Linked DNA regions of Rattus norvegicus: regions 2 and 3 are each linked to region 1. A link is a contact called in public Hi-C and HiChIP or PLAC-seq data. All regions are on one chromosome and are shown on one strand. The core of a region is the stretch at or near the end of the contact, and the rest is flanking DNA. Distances in the headings are between cores, read along the strand shown.

What was found. A called contact is a pair of places that touch in the nucleus more often than the background predicts. HiChIP or PLAC-seq counts read pairs in DNA pulled down with a chosen protein or histone mark.
Region 2: a contact with region 1 is called in a Hi-C map of liver, with 4 times the contacts expected there. The contact joins the promoter of F3 here to the enhancer-like site in region 1. A contact is called at or near these places in 9 of 12 Hi-C or Micro-C datasets (the A7r5 cell line, Schwann cells, frontal cortex and 4 more) and 1 of 1 datasets of contacts at active chromatin or transcription factors (oligodendrocytes).
Region 3: an H3K27ac HiChIP or PLAC-seq map of oligodendrocytes shows a contact between it and region 1, with 11 times the contacts expected there. The contact joins two enhancer-like sites.

What each region holds. Positions count from the first base shown.
Region 1 is chr2:212,333,606-212,338,317 of GRCr8, forward strand. No RefSeq gene overlaps it. Among named protein-coding and RNA genes, the nearest start is that of Slc44a3, 23 kb to the left of the region's middle. Within about 2 kb of position 2,501, at least 28 of the 93 cell types and tissues checked have an H3K27ac peak or open chromatin away from gene starts, as enhancers often do. A contact at or near this core is called in the A7r5 cell line and liver, where this site is marked.
Region 2 is chr2:212,509,087-212,513,798 of GRCr8, forward strand. It overlaps F3 (coagulation factor III, tissue factor), which reads left to right and starts at 2,686. Exons shown (of 6, transcript NM_013057.2): 1 at 2,686-2,869; 2 at 3,951-4,059. The coding sequence starts at 2,782. It overlaps LOC102555482 (a long non-coding RNA gene), which reads right to left and starts at 1,803. Exons shown (of 7, transcript XR_005501253.2): 1 at 1,667-1,803; 2 at 1,084-1,200; 3 at 50-162.
Region 3 is chr2:212,480,961-212,485,672 of GRCr8, forward strand. All of the region lies in intron 1 of LOC102554786 (a long non-coding RNA gene), which reads left to right. Among named protein-coding and RNA genes, the nearest start is that of F3, 28 kb to the right of the region's middle. Within about 2 kb of position 1,966, at least 47 of the 93 cell types and tissues checked have an H3K27ac peak or open chromatin away from gene starts, as enhancers often do.

The DNA of each region.
Region 1 (4,712 bases), core at 1,251-3,750:
TCTCTCTCTTCCTCTCTCCTTTCTCTCCCTCCCTTCCTCCCACCCTCCCTCCTTTCCTCCCACCCTCCCTCCTTTCCTCCCACCCTCCCTCCTTTCCTCCCTCCTTCCCTTTTTTCTTTCTTTCTTCCTCTCTGTCTTTCTTGATAGGGTTTCTACCCTGGAACTCTCTATGTAGACCAGGCTGGCTTCGAGCTCACAGAGGTCAACCTGCCTGTGTCTCCCCCGTGCAGAGAGCTATGATGTGAGTCACCACGCTTATCTCAGCAAATGCTCTTACCTGCTGACTCATCCCTCCAGCCTGTTTGTTCCTTTCTGTTGGGTTAGCCTTATGCTGTAAAAACTCTGATGATTCCTTTACAGAATATGTGCTTTGCAAATACCTCTCCTTAGGCTGTCTTTTAATTTTTTTCCTCAGAGTTTAAGTGATTCATCAAACATAAAAATTATACATGCCAATGGTGAAATCTTGTATTTATTTTGATACATAACATGTTGTATAAGTTTAAATCTTGCTAACCATATGTGTCCCCCCAAACTTTTAACATTTCTTTAAAGTGAGTCCTTTTTTTTTGAAATGTGGAATGCATCCTTTAATTTTCTTAATGGCTCCTTTGGAGTAGCGAAGCTTGATTTTGATAAAGGCCAATGTCACACTTAAAATTTATAGGTCATGATTTTGGTGTCATGGCTAACAAATGTTTACATAACCCAAGGTGGTGGCATCTGTTTTTTTCTAGAACGTTTATAGTCTTATGATTTAAATTTTGATTATTATTCATCTTGAATCGTGGAGCTGGAGAGATGGCCTAGCGGTTAAGAGCACTGGCTGCTCTTGCAGAAGACCCAGGTTCAGCTCTCGGCACCCACCTACCTGTAATTCTAGTTCCAGAGGATCCAGTGCTCTCCTCTGATGTCCACAGGGAGCACTTATTCATATGGTATACACGTGTGCATGTAAGCAAAACACATGAAATACATGAAGAAAGAATAAACAAATCTGTCCTCCATTTTGAATTGTATGTGGGGTGAGGCGAGGGCCTCCTCCTCCTCCTCCCCTTCCTCCTCCCCTTCCTCCTCCCCTTCTTCCTCCTCCTCTTTCTCCTCTTCCTCCTCCTCTTCCTCTTCCCCTTCCTCCTCCACCTTCCTCCTCCCCTTCTCCCTCCCCCTTCCTCCTCCTCTTCCTCCTCCCCTTCCTCCTCCTATTCCTCCTCCTCCCCCTTCCTCCTCCTCTTCCTCCTCCTCTTCCACCTCCTCTTCCTCCTCCTCTTTCTCCTCCCCTTCCTCCTCCTCCTCTTCTTCCTCCTATTCCTCTTCCTCCTCCTCCTTGTCTTTTATGGTTGAGACAAAAGCATTGCTGGCTCAGGAGTCGCATACCACAGTGGTATCGGGGCACATGCTGCCACATCTTGAAGCTCAGCTACCCTGGAGCCATAACCTGACTAAGGTTATTATGATCCACTGTCACTCTCTACGCTGTCTGTTCTCCGAATCTGCTAAATAAGCAAGCTGAAGATGAGGCAGGAATGAGGCAGGACCAGCATTCTTCTGACCTTCCACAGTGGTATTGCTCTCTGCAGAGCCCCTAGGGATGCGGTATTGCCTCTTCCTGCAGGGAGGTTACAAGTTCAAGGCTTGCCTGGGCTGCAGAGTGAATTCAAGGTCATCCTGGAAAGTGCAATGAGACCCTTGTTCACTTCCAAACAGAAGGTTTAAAAGGACTGGAGTGCAGGGGTACAAAGCTTGTCTGGCATGCAGGAGACAGAGGTAACAGTCCCCATTATTGAAACAAAAGAGGAAAGGAAACATAGTTCCGACATCAGAGCTACCTTTCCTCCATGGTGCATGTCTTTGCAGACCCTCTACCTGGAACCTTTCCTCAGCAAACCACAGCACTAAATGCAGAATCTCTGCTTTGCAGACCACGACAACCAATTGGGCCTCATCTAACTTCATCTATATTCGTTCTTCTTCCAGTTCAGTGTGTTTAACTTATTCTTTCATATATTACATCCCCGACCTCAGTTTTTCTCCTACCTCTCCTCCCAATCTCCCCTCTACCTCTTCCCCCACCCCATATTCTTAATGTCCATTCCCAAACATAGTCCCTAGACTTCTGTCCTTATAGATTGGAATCTAAGTATATGTACCTTTTCTTGGGATGTAAGTACACCTTCTTATCGATCTCACTTTGTACCTCTTCTTTGGGACTTGAACTTGGGAATTTAGAAGCAATGAGGACCAGGCAGTGGGCCTTGAGATCACAAGTGTCTGGCCAGGTTCATTCAGGAAGGTTCATTACAGTTTCCTCAGGCGGGGGCAGTCACAAGCTCTCCACGTGGGAGTGAGAGGAAAGGCTGCTTTTACTGGCAAAGAGTGCTCATTTAGTCCCTGTTTTATTTGTCTAGGAGGAAATTCCAGCTCAGTCATTTGAAGGACTCTGTCTTGACCGGGAGATGTCGGTACTAAGTCATGGAGAGTCTCGTTGAGTTCTGAGTTGTCTTTAAGTACTGCCTAGTTAGCTGTTGGCCTAGGCAGCTGGCTGGGCTCTCTGTATTCCCTTCAGGTCTAAGTTCTGGTCCCAGCAATCCTTGGCGAGCATGGAGCCAGTGTCTGGAAGTGCATTTTTAACTTACTGCTCTTCCTGCCCCATGCCTCTGGTCTCTATTGTTCTGGTAAGGAGTCTGCTCTCCACTTTACCAAAGCTCTGGATAAGAAAGACGAAGCTTGGTTTCTTGATTGAAATAAGGGGTTGGAGAAAATGCAGGGAACGTTAGCACAGTTACAAGTTTCAGCCCCAAATTACACCGGCGATGAGATGATTACATCCCCGGAATGCCCTTTCCCCAAATGTATAAATAAATACACAGCTGCATCTACAATTCCCCAGAGCCAGGCATTATTCCCCCACCCCCACCCCTGCATCTCCTTGCCAGTCGTGGAGGCGAAGGCTTATGTTTGGAAGGTCGTAAGTATTACAGTCTGTGTGACTTTCCGCTTCTGGTACTAAACCTCATGTGTGACTTGTGGAGATGGCTGGCACCCAAAAGAAACAGGGACTTTGTGGCGAAAAGCTGCATGGGAGGCTTGCTGGCACTGCCTCAGCTGCTGGGCCACCTCAGCCAGGCTGCCAAGCGACTGTGGATTGTCCTGAGATTTTTGGGAAGGCTGGCCCAGGTTTCTAAGAAGAATTCTTTCCCACCATTTCCCTTGCTGGGCTCTTAGCAATTCTGCCCTTTCCACCAGCAGTCAGACACGTTAGATGACTGAAGGGTGCACTCGGCCTGGTGTCCCCCACATCAGAGAGGCAGCAGTGAGTCTGTGAGGGTCCCACACTCTCTGTCCTTGGAAGGAGCTTCCTATCAGCCCCTCGCCCCTGGCTAGGTTTGCTGAGCCCAGAAGAAAGAAGAAAGCGATTCTCTGCAGGCTACTAGAAAATGAAGCGGGAGGAGCCGCAGCCCAACCTCACCCTGCTGGGTCCTCCTAGCCTTTCTTTGATGTAGGAATGTCTGCTTGGAATGTCTAGCCTATTCTGTCCTGATGAAATCCTACTTAAACTCTGAAGCTCCGTGAAGAGACCACATTTTCTAGGAATTGACTCACCCTGGTTCCTATAGCTTTGTGGTCCTATCTTATCAAAACATATCAGAGTGAGTTGTTTATCTGCCTGAGTGCAAGACAAAATCCTTTAGCCCTTAGGGTGGTGTCTGAACACAGAGACAGCAGGGACATCTTGATACACTACTACTGATTAGCTAGTTAGCAAGTACCAGGCACAGGGCTGGGACTCATTGTTTGTGACATTGCTGAATCCCCGTGACATTTTTACAGGAAACTACTGGTCTCATCTAGTTGGGTGAGGTATATTGAGCTTTATAACCTGTTTGAAGTCTCATGGGTAGTAGGTGGAACTAAGATTCGAACCCACATTGTACAACATTTAAAAGAACACCACTTAATCAAAGGTATAGCATTTTAAGAAGACGTTTGAACAGAAGACCGAATCATTCTGTTGATGCACGGGCACACTCTCCCTTCCCACTGAGCCCGGCGGGGCTGCTCCCCATTTCAGTGAACTCTGAGTTCCGCAGGGGCTGCACTGATTTGTGCTCACCAGCAGTGTAAGCAGATTCGTCCCCACCCCCACGCTTCACTAACACTTCTGCTTGTATTAATTATTAATCATTAACTAATTAAACGCTAACCATTCTGAAATATGGTTTTGACTTGTATCTCCCTCATGGCTAAGCATTTTCCCCCCATCCATTTATTCCCTAATTACTTCAGACCAACACACCTTTATCGAGTAGCTACTACGGCAAGATACAGAGGTTAGCACAACATGACTCGAGTCACATTGAAATTTGCCCTTGCATTAAAGCACATCCCTGTGACCAAGAGAGGTAAGGGTGTTGGGGCTTCAGGAAGCCTCAGAGAAAAGAGATTTTGATGGGCACAACACAACAGTGGTGGCTATGAAGCTAATATGTGAATGGCTTGTAGTTATTTTTAGAAATTCCCTGGGTGGGAAGCATGATCTTAAATATACATATTCAATATTTAATGTATATATAAATATATACCTATATGCATTAATTATATATACTATACATACTATTTAAAATATAGTACCTCTATATTAAAATATATTTATATAAATTATATAGTGTATATAATTATATATTTATAATTTATAATTGTTAAATATTATAAAT
Region 2 (4,712 bases), core at 1,436-3,935, 180 kb after region 1:
ATTTTCACAAAAATTCTTCATGGCCACGGCCAATTTCGCCATGACTAACCCTGCCAGATGTTTCTTCGGTTTTGCTGAGTCACTTTTTCTCCCCCACTCAGAACTCCTCGTTCTCACTAACTCTGAGGTTCCTCTGGCTTTTTCTCATATTTTGCCTTTTACCTGAAAAAGAAAAAAAATTGGGGAGGGGGAACAGTTAAATTGCTTATTTTACTCTCTCACATGCGTATAACGGGCTTTTAAAAATAATTACTTTCAGTTTTACCTTCTGCCACAAATCTTAACCTGCCCTTCTCCTGGGAAGAGAGAAGTTTGGAGGAGTTTATGCCAAACAGCCTGTTAAGCCTGGCTACCAACAGTCACACCAGTCGCATCCCATGACTGAGCAGATTCTGAATCACTCGACTATAGGCTGTTAGAAAAATGAAAGCAGCCCCCAAACTTCTTCATTCCGCTCTGAAACGACCTCTTCTCCAGTTAGAAGTCCTAGAAACTGGAAAGACCCTCAGCCACCTTGAGCTGGCTAGGGCTGGCTGGGGCTGGCTATGGAGCAAGGCTCTTGGATCCCATAGATTTGCATTTTTCTCACCAATCAGATTCCCTCGATGCCTGGCTCCCAGACAGAGAAACTCCAGTGACAGAGTTCATCTCTTGAATGGTAATGAAAACTTTCAGCACCAAGCAAGGCTGCATGGTGATCTTCACTGACTCAAATGTCAAGTACCCACTGGGGGCTGGTAACTGTGCTAAGAGCTAAGGGGGTGCGGGGGACCGGATCCTCCCTCTCCCCCAAAAAGCTCAAATGGAGAAGTTGACGAGTGAGGGCACAATTGAAATTATGTAAATTACTTGATGAAATCGAATTGGTAACGCTGTTAGCATGCTCTATAAATGTGAACAGGAAGGGCTCGAAATCACTTCCTGGTCATTTTCAGACTCTTCATCAGCTACATGACACCACCAGTTATGCAAAAGGAAAATCGAGCCCTTTACGTGTCCTCGTGTATGTCTGCTTTAAGGAATAGCCGACAGGACACTTGCCTATGAACAGTAATTTCCCCAAACTGCAAGTGTTTCCCACACCTGCTGCAGTGTCCTCTGTCTGTGGATGGAAAACTCATTCCTTGAACAGTTTTCTTGATGCCATCTTCCTTTGCTCCATTGGGAGGAGGAGAAGGTGAGGTCAGGAGGGAAAAGTCCCTGGAGTAGAGGAACAGATAGAGCTACATTGTATAATTAGGCCAGTGAGCACAGGGACCAGCTGACCTCAAGACTGGTATTGTAAAAGGCTAAGAGGTTCTGCCCTGTCCATTCTCAGGCATCATCAGGAAGCCTAACCAAAAGCCATTGTGAGTGTGACAACAGCTTAGTAACTTTTTACACTTCTCAGAGCCTACAAAGTGGACCTAATCGACTTTACTCAAGGAAAGTAAAAAAGAAAGAAAGAACGAAAGAAAGTATATAAAGCATGGGAAGACAGATATTTACATTACAATTCATAACAGTAGCAAAATTACAATTAGGAAGTAGCAATGGAAATATTGTTTATGGTTGGGGGTCGCTACAGCATGAGGCACTGTATGCGGGTCCCAGTATTAGCGAGGTTGAGGACCACCGGCATAAAAGAAGGAATAAGCAGGACAGTCAACCAGGAATGGTAAGAAACCTTCTGACGCCATGTTGAGTAAGTGCTAGCGGTAGGATAAGTGATATTCTCAGGTCCAACTTCCCAATAAAGCCTAGAAGGGGAAGCCAGGAAATAGATGAAGAAAATCCAAAGCTTGCAGGTGACACCTGGCTGCCACTAGGCTCAGTGACAGAGGTGTCCTTGAAATGGGTAGGTTTCATTCCCAGGGTCTAGGAAGGAAAAAAATAAACAAATTGGGAAGTCCGAATGTTTTTTTTTTTCAGTTTCATTTTTTTCTTTCTCTGTGCTTTGGAGGAATTCATTACAACCCACTGCTGTCCTCTTCAACGTAAGAACCAGCCTTCCTGGAACCCGTGGCTACTGAAGTCTTGGTCAAATTCTCCCAGGCTTCAAGCTGCAGTTCCTCAATCACTTCAGGAATGGGAGTCGGGGAGCCCAGTGGCCTTTAGACCTAATCCAGGGGCCTTGTCCATGGCAGACACGTGCATTTATTGCACCGCCCTGTACAGCGTACCAAGGGACTGAATGTTCTGCTAACCACCGGGTGCTCAGGCTGGGCTTTGGAACTGCCCTTGGCTACCAGGGATAGTCCAGGAGTTTTGATACATCCTCTGCTGAGGGCTCAGCGTATATCGAAAGCAGAGTGAAAGTAAGGCTCCCTTGACTTTCAACTTAGGTCCCTCCAACAGCGCAACTCCTTTCTCCCCAGCAAACCACCTAGGGTGGTCACCCAGGGAACAGCCCGGGAGCCTGGGTCTCCGCAGTACCTGGATCCGCCTGCGCCGAAGGGGTGCTCGGCGGTGGTGTTGAATCACGGTTGAGTCACCCCTTTCGGGGTCTCGGAGTTTCCTACGGGAGGGGAGTGGGCGGAGCAGGGGTGTGGACTGACCGGGAGCCGCCCACCGCGAAAGCGAGTGACCGGGGCCCCGGGGGGCGGGGAGTCGCGAGCCTCGGCGGAGGCGGCGCGGGGTGGAGAGGAGCCGGTGTCCGCGCGGCCCTTTATAACGCGCCCCGCGCGGACCCCGGCAGCCTGGGTACAACCGGTACCCATCACTCGCTCCGTCTGATCGCTCGTGTAGCGTAGCCTCCGCGCCTCTGCTGAAGCCCCGCGACCTCGCCAGCAGCCCTTGGACATGGCTATCCCCATGCGCCCGCGCCTCCTAGCGGCCCTCGCGCCCACCTTTCTCGGCTTCCTTCTCCTTCAGGTGGCCGCTGGTGCAGGTGAGTGGCATTGATCCTGAGAAGCCCGGGGTGCACCGCCCGCGGGAGACAAAGAATGGGTCTGGCTGGCTGGGAGGCTGCTCTGGTTCCTTGAGGACGCCAAGGTGTCCCGCCGTACCTGTGGATTCGGCTGCGCTAGCCTTGAGCGTTTCAATGAACTCAGGGAGGGAAGGTAGTTGGTACCCGGACTCCCGGCTGTTGTCGCCGCTGAAGATGCCTGCTTTGTGCATCCACCGTGGTTACATAGGATTAACTGGGGTTCCAGCTTTAACTCTGAAGGAAGAGCTTCCTAGGAAATTGGGCCCTTGAAGGTGGCGGGCTCCAGGGCCCGCCTTTGCCAAAGTCGGCGTGCTTCGCGTGGTTTGATGTTAAGGTGTGCGCTCTTGTGGCCTTTGGTTTAAGAAGCAACGCTGTTGTAAACTCAGGCAAGACAGAGTGCATACCCACATCTACCCAGTGTTGGGGTGAGGCAGAGGCTGAAACCCAGGGACTTGCAAAAAGAGACGTTGGACAGTATTTTAATGGCATAGCATCCCACCATGCGACAGGTGCCACGTGGGCCGCACATCTGCCTTGCTCTCCCTGAGAATTTCGGTGTAAAGATATTTTAGATTACAATGGGAAAGGTCAGGTTAGACTTTTTCGTTTATGCACATTCCTGACTGTGTGTTTGTGTGCACGTGTGCGTGTGCATGTGTGGCGGATGAGCCCTGTTTCAAACGAACTTACTCAAACCCTTCCTGCCGGACTGCTTCAGAAGATTCTGGGACTCTCTGGCACCTTGGATTCTCCTTCCGTGCGGTTTTAAAGTGGGCTTTCCCATGAACATTTAAAGAAGGACCTCTGGATCTTCAGCTGTTTCCACGGATTGCCTGTGGATGTTGCCTGGAGGGCTATATGGGTCACCCTCTGTTCTTTACAAGTGAGCAAAGCTTTTGTGACTGAAAACAAAGCGGAAACAAACAAACAAAAAAAATGTGTGCCCTTTGATGGCGGAGGCTGGGAAAGTGTTTTAGACATTAGCCCGAGGTGGAGAACACTGAAGTGCATGCAGTTAGAGATCTTTTGTGTTTATTTGCAGGCACTCCTCCAGGGAAAGCGTTTAATTTAACTTGGATATCAACTGATTTCAAGACAATCTTGGAGTGGCAACCGAAACCCACCAACTATACCTACACTGTTCAGATAAGGTAAGCCAGGTCTTGTGCACCAATAGAGGTGGTTGGATGAGGCTGTTTACCAAATGGGTGTTCATGGTAATTTGCTGGCTACTGCCATGTTCCATCGGATGAAACATTTCCATACTTTAAACTGATGCGACAGGAACGGGTGTGTGGGGTTGTGAGGTGCCCTCTGTCCCTTGAGTGCTTACCAAGCACACCCAAATCCTTGGTCCTCAACCTAGCAAAGAATTGTTTCAGTGGCCACTGTGTCTCTCCGGAGGAAGTAGAATTTGAAATTCAGTCACTCTTAGCTGTAGATAGGGAGTTCCAGGCCATCCTGCAATACAGAGGACCCTGTATCTACATATATATATATATATATATATATATATATATATATATATATACATACATACATACATACATACATAAGGTAATGTCTAGTTACTTGAGGGTAATTATAGGAAAGTTATTAATTGCATATAAGTAAGTGTATTGCGTGCTTTGGGATCAACAGCAGCCTGTCTCTTCCGAGCACCGATGCCCTTTTCTGGTTACTAGCTGTCTAGACTGAGCAACTGCTGGCATGTCAGAGGGAGGTGGGAGGAATTCCAGTGTCTACACTGCCCTGAAGCAGTACCTGATTCATTAATCTATGGCCTCTGTGAATTAAAATTTAG
Region 3 (4,712 bases), core at 716-3,215, 150 kb after region 1:
AAACTCGCTTCAGATATGGAAACTTAAAAATGAAAGCTTTATTTTCTGAGCACTCAGGGAGGCAGCCAGTTTGGGATCTGAACTGCATCCCCGATGGAAGATTATACAACATTTTTATAGGATGGGAGCACAAAGCAAGGGGGATCTTAGCTGTTGCATTGACCAATCATATTTTGACATAAGGGGTTAAACAAGGAAGTTAACGCTGGTAAGCGGGCCTTAGCTGGGTGACCTGGTTTCAGGGTCCTTGAGTCAACTTTTGCAGCCAGGTTCCCTCCTGGACTCTGACCTGGAATCTACAGTTATAAAGCACAAAGGAGTGGGCAGACAGCACATAGCCAATTAAGTCTAGACAGGCAGCGCATTTCCGAGGTGCATGCCTTAGTTAGATAACGGAGAAACAGTATCTTCCTTCTTTACACCCTATCCTGGTTAACAAACATGAAACGTCTGAAGAAGCAGGACAGGAGTTGGGTTCCAGGGTCTGGGAACATGGACTCAGCTTTGATCCTGTCAGCAAGGACAACCTCGCTCCTGAGATGGCTGGACCCAGGGAACTACCTCCTGACACCTTAGGAAGTTTCTGCCTAACGACCCTCCCCACCGAGCTTCTACGAATAAAGGAAGATCTGAGTGGTGTGCTCTGTGCCACGAGGAGGGCTCTGAGAGGGGAGCAGAGGTCAGCTGGGAAGAAACAGGGCTGAGAAGCATCTTTGAGGATGGGCGGTGGTTTCTAGGCAACAAAGGGGGTACATATGGTGCCTATGGACCATTGTCTGGTAGACCCGGGTCGAGGGTGTTAGAGGAGTCACAAGAATGTAGTCTTCTCCGTACACTCCTAGGAAGATATGACTTCATTCTCTCTCCATCCTTTCTGTGTAGGGCCAGGCAGGCTGCAAGAGCATAGCATTCTTATAAAGCTACTCTGTCCAGGAAGAAATCAAATTGTGATTACCTGAGCAATTCAGTTGGACTTTTAAATTAGCAAATATTTAGTTATTAATCGACACTGTTGCCTATGTAGCTAGCCAGCTCACTTCCTTTTACAGGACAGAAATCTGTCAGCTTCCACAGTGGGGAGGGAGGTTGAATGATTTACACCATGCCGTGCCAGGACCCTAGGCTTGACTTAGCTACTTATTTTCTGTCTGATTTTGATCCAGTCACGACTTCACCTCTCTGAGTTTTGTGTCAGATAATCTGTAAACTATACTAACCTACTGTCCCAGGATTGTCACGCAACGTTAACGGGACAAAACCGTGCTGTACAGGATGGGTACACATTTGCCCCCTTGAACAACTTACTAGAGCTACAGAAAGTGAACTCAGCTTGCTCTAAAGCCATTGCTTTTTCCTCTTCTGTCTTGAGATGCACCATTACCACTATGGTATATTTGGGGGCACTTTTATATGTCGACAGTCCGCTCAGACAGAGCCGTGAGCTGGTAATGAACAAATTCTGGGAAATTAGTGGCCTCCTTCTTTATCATCTTGCTAGAGCAGGACTGCTGTAAGAAATGGTTGCTTAGTAACCAGTATTAATTCGTCGGTGGGAACAATTTGCTCCCCTTCTCATTAGGGAGGAATGCCATCCTGCCAATCAGAACTCTTGTTCCTAGGATATTGTGGATGCCTTACTCAAACAGGGGGACTATTCAGAGGTAAACTGGGGACAGGCCTCTGCTGGGCCTCTATAGCATGAAAGGAGAACAGTGAGATGTGAGGTTGGGGTGGGGGATGGGAACTGCATTTCTAGGCTCCTGCTCACTCTTTTCATGAGGCAGATTATTCCGGTCCAAAAACAGGATGACCGAAAAGGAGCCATACAAATGGGCTTCTGTTTCATGCTCGGCAGGGAGAGCATGTGATCTTTTATTCTTCTTAAGTAGCAGGCCACAGCCACAGGAACTAGGCTCCTGAGCCTCTCGGCTCTGGCCGTGAAAGATGAACCGTAGCATCTCTGATTATGATGGTATCCATAGTGACCTGTGCGGTAGCCCTGAAGCATCTCCTAAAGCATCCCACTGTCTAGATCCCAGCAGCCTTTGCAGGTTGAAAGGACATCACCACAGGGCCTTCACAGTCGGTATTTCCATAAAAAGAGTGAAAGGAATGAGCCGTGACATTTTAAGAAAATACAATTCCCTCAGCGAGCAGCTCCAAATACTTTTCAAGGTGGAATGAAACAGCCAGTCAGATCTGCCTGCTTGTCTTAAAATTGACTCACGAGTTTACCGTAAGAATATTCTTTTAAAAATAAAACAAAGGAGGGAATCAACTTCCAGTGAATTCTATACAAAAAAACACCCTAAATGAACCATAAGGCATTCGGTTGTTCATGGAAGATAGAGGAAACGCCCCGGAGAGATGTCTGGGTCAGTGGTGCTGGCCCTGGGCTTGCTGCCCACCATGAGCACAGACACTCCTGTCAACTTCCATACAGGCACAGACTTACATCCGTCCATGACTGACGCCCTGTGGCTGGAACTGCCTTGAATATTTAGGGTTATTTGCTGAGACATTTTTCTTTTCATGTTTTAAATTATATTTATTAGAGGGATGTCCGCACCACTGAAGAATGTGTGGAAGTCAGAGGACGTCTCGCAGGAATCACTTCTCTCCTATTGTCTGGGTCCTCAAGATTGAACTCAGGTCATCAGGCTTGGTGACAAGAACCTTTGTACACGGTGTCATCTCACTGGCAGGCTTTTCTTAGTTCTAATACCTAGTAGGCAGCTGTGCAAAAATTTAAGTCTATGGTGTTTTATTTGTCCTGGCAGTCAGAACAGAATCCAAAAAAGTTGCTTTTCTTCCTCTTCTTCTTCTTCCTCCTCTTCCTTCTCCTCTTCCTCCTCCTCCTCCTCTCCACCCCCCTTCTTCTACACGTCTTGTATTTTTATCTTACATGCATGGGTGTTTTGCTTGCTTGCATGTCTGTGTACCGTGTGCATAAAGTGCTTTGGGGGGCAGAAGAGGGTATCAGACCCTCTGGAATTGGAGTTGCAGAGAGTTGTTAAATGCCATGGTGGTTGGGAACTGAACTCCTATCCTCTGGAAGAGCAGAGAGCGTTCTTAACCACTGAGCCATCTCTTACAACATCCTAGATCAGCAGGGCACTCCAGGTCACTTCTTGTAGTTGGAGGCATGGAGAACGGATCCTGTGAACTGGATATGGTTCGGGGTGGTCCTTTTGGCAGAAGCATTTGAGGATATGTTTAATGTATGTGAAGCTTTGACTGTGGTTAAGCAAAACAGTCTTGGCAATGTGATCAAATGGACGAGCATACTAGATGTTACTTCACACGAAATCTTTTCATGTTCCAAAAACAAATAAACATAGACAACCTGTGAAGTGCTTTCAGTGTTCAGTGAGCTGCAGAATTTTGTCAAGGACAAAACATGAAGCGCTGCTTGGGAAAAATAAATGGGCCCCTCAAACTGTCTCAGCTTTGACCCAGCCATCCCAGTTGTACGGGAAAGAACCTTGATGTTTATTTTGAATATAAGAAAACTCCAGAAGAAGATTACTCAAAGTTAATGATAAGAGGCTGTTCCCTCAGAGCCAAGAGTCCAAGTGTCTCCCAGCTTCCACTGTCTCCCACCACACTGCTGGCACAGAGAGCTCTTGACCATCTGAACAGTGGCTTGAGGCTCTCCCGGACTCTCAAATCCTTCTCATCACTCAGATCAGGCGCCTTCATCAGACATGGTGTCTGCTTCTGAAGGGAGGGAGGTTGGTGGACAGTTCTTAGAAATCCACACTTGGGGACTTTAATTCTCAGCCTCCTTATAATTGTTACATTCTTGTAAATTGTACTCTGGCACAGACGTTTTGAACTTCCTGGAGGGTGTGTATGAGAGAAGAGAGGGGAAAAGGGAGAGAGTGGAAGAAAGAGGAGAGGAGAGGAGAGGAGAGGAGAGGACAGGAGAGGACAGGAGAGGACAGGAGAGGAGAGGAGGGAGAGGGAGAGAGAGAGAGAGGCAACTGTTAAGACAATTATTGCTGGAAGTTCCTGAAGTCACAGTGGCTGACTGGCCCAGGCGTTGGCTCAAGTCAGCTTTGGAGAGGGGAGTGGGGCTTTCGTGCAGAAGGCTGTTTAACCAAAAGTTCAACTACTTTGAACATCAACTTTAAAAAAATGTAAGGACTCTTCATCTACAAATTCTTTCACTTTAATTACTTTGCTATTATTTTTGTCTTTTAATGTATGCATTTTTAGAAATGTAAAATATGCACACATACAAGAAGCACAGAAATACCAACCACAAAGACAGCTAGGTGTCCAAATGGACTGCCCCTGGGGCACAGTACTTGGAGAGGAGAGGAGGATAGAGTAAGGGGGATATTTTTTCTTTCTTTTTAATATTTTATCAATTCTTTGAGAATTTCATAAATATGTTTTTTATGATTTTTATACCCCCTTCCTTCTTCCTCTTAGATCCAGTCTCACCTTCCCATTGTCCCATTTTTGTCTTCTCTCTCTCTCTCTCTCTCTCTCTCTCTCTCTCTTAATTTAATAATGAACCTATCGACTCCAATTTGTGCTTTCCATATGCTTTTGGATGTGGGCTATCCACAGGAGTGGGGTCACCAAGACCAGCACTCCTAAAGAAGACCGACTCTCCCTCCCTAAGAAACCATCAGTTAAGTGTGGGGCCCATCCCTCTAATACTGGAATGGTGGCTTGATCTTGTGAAGCTTTTGTGCTGG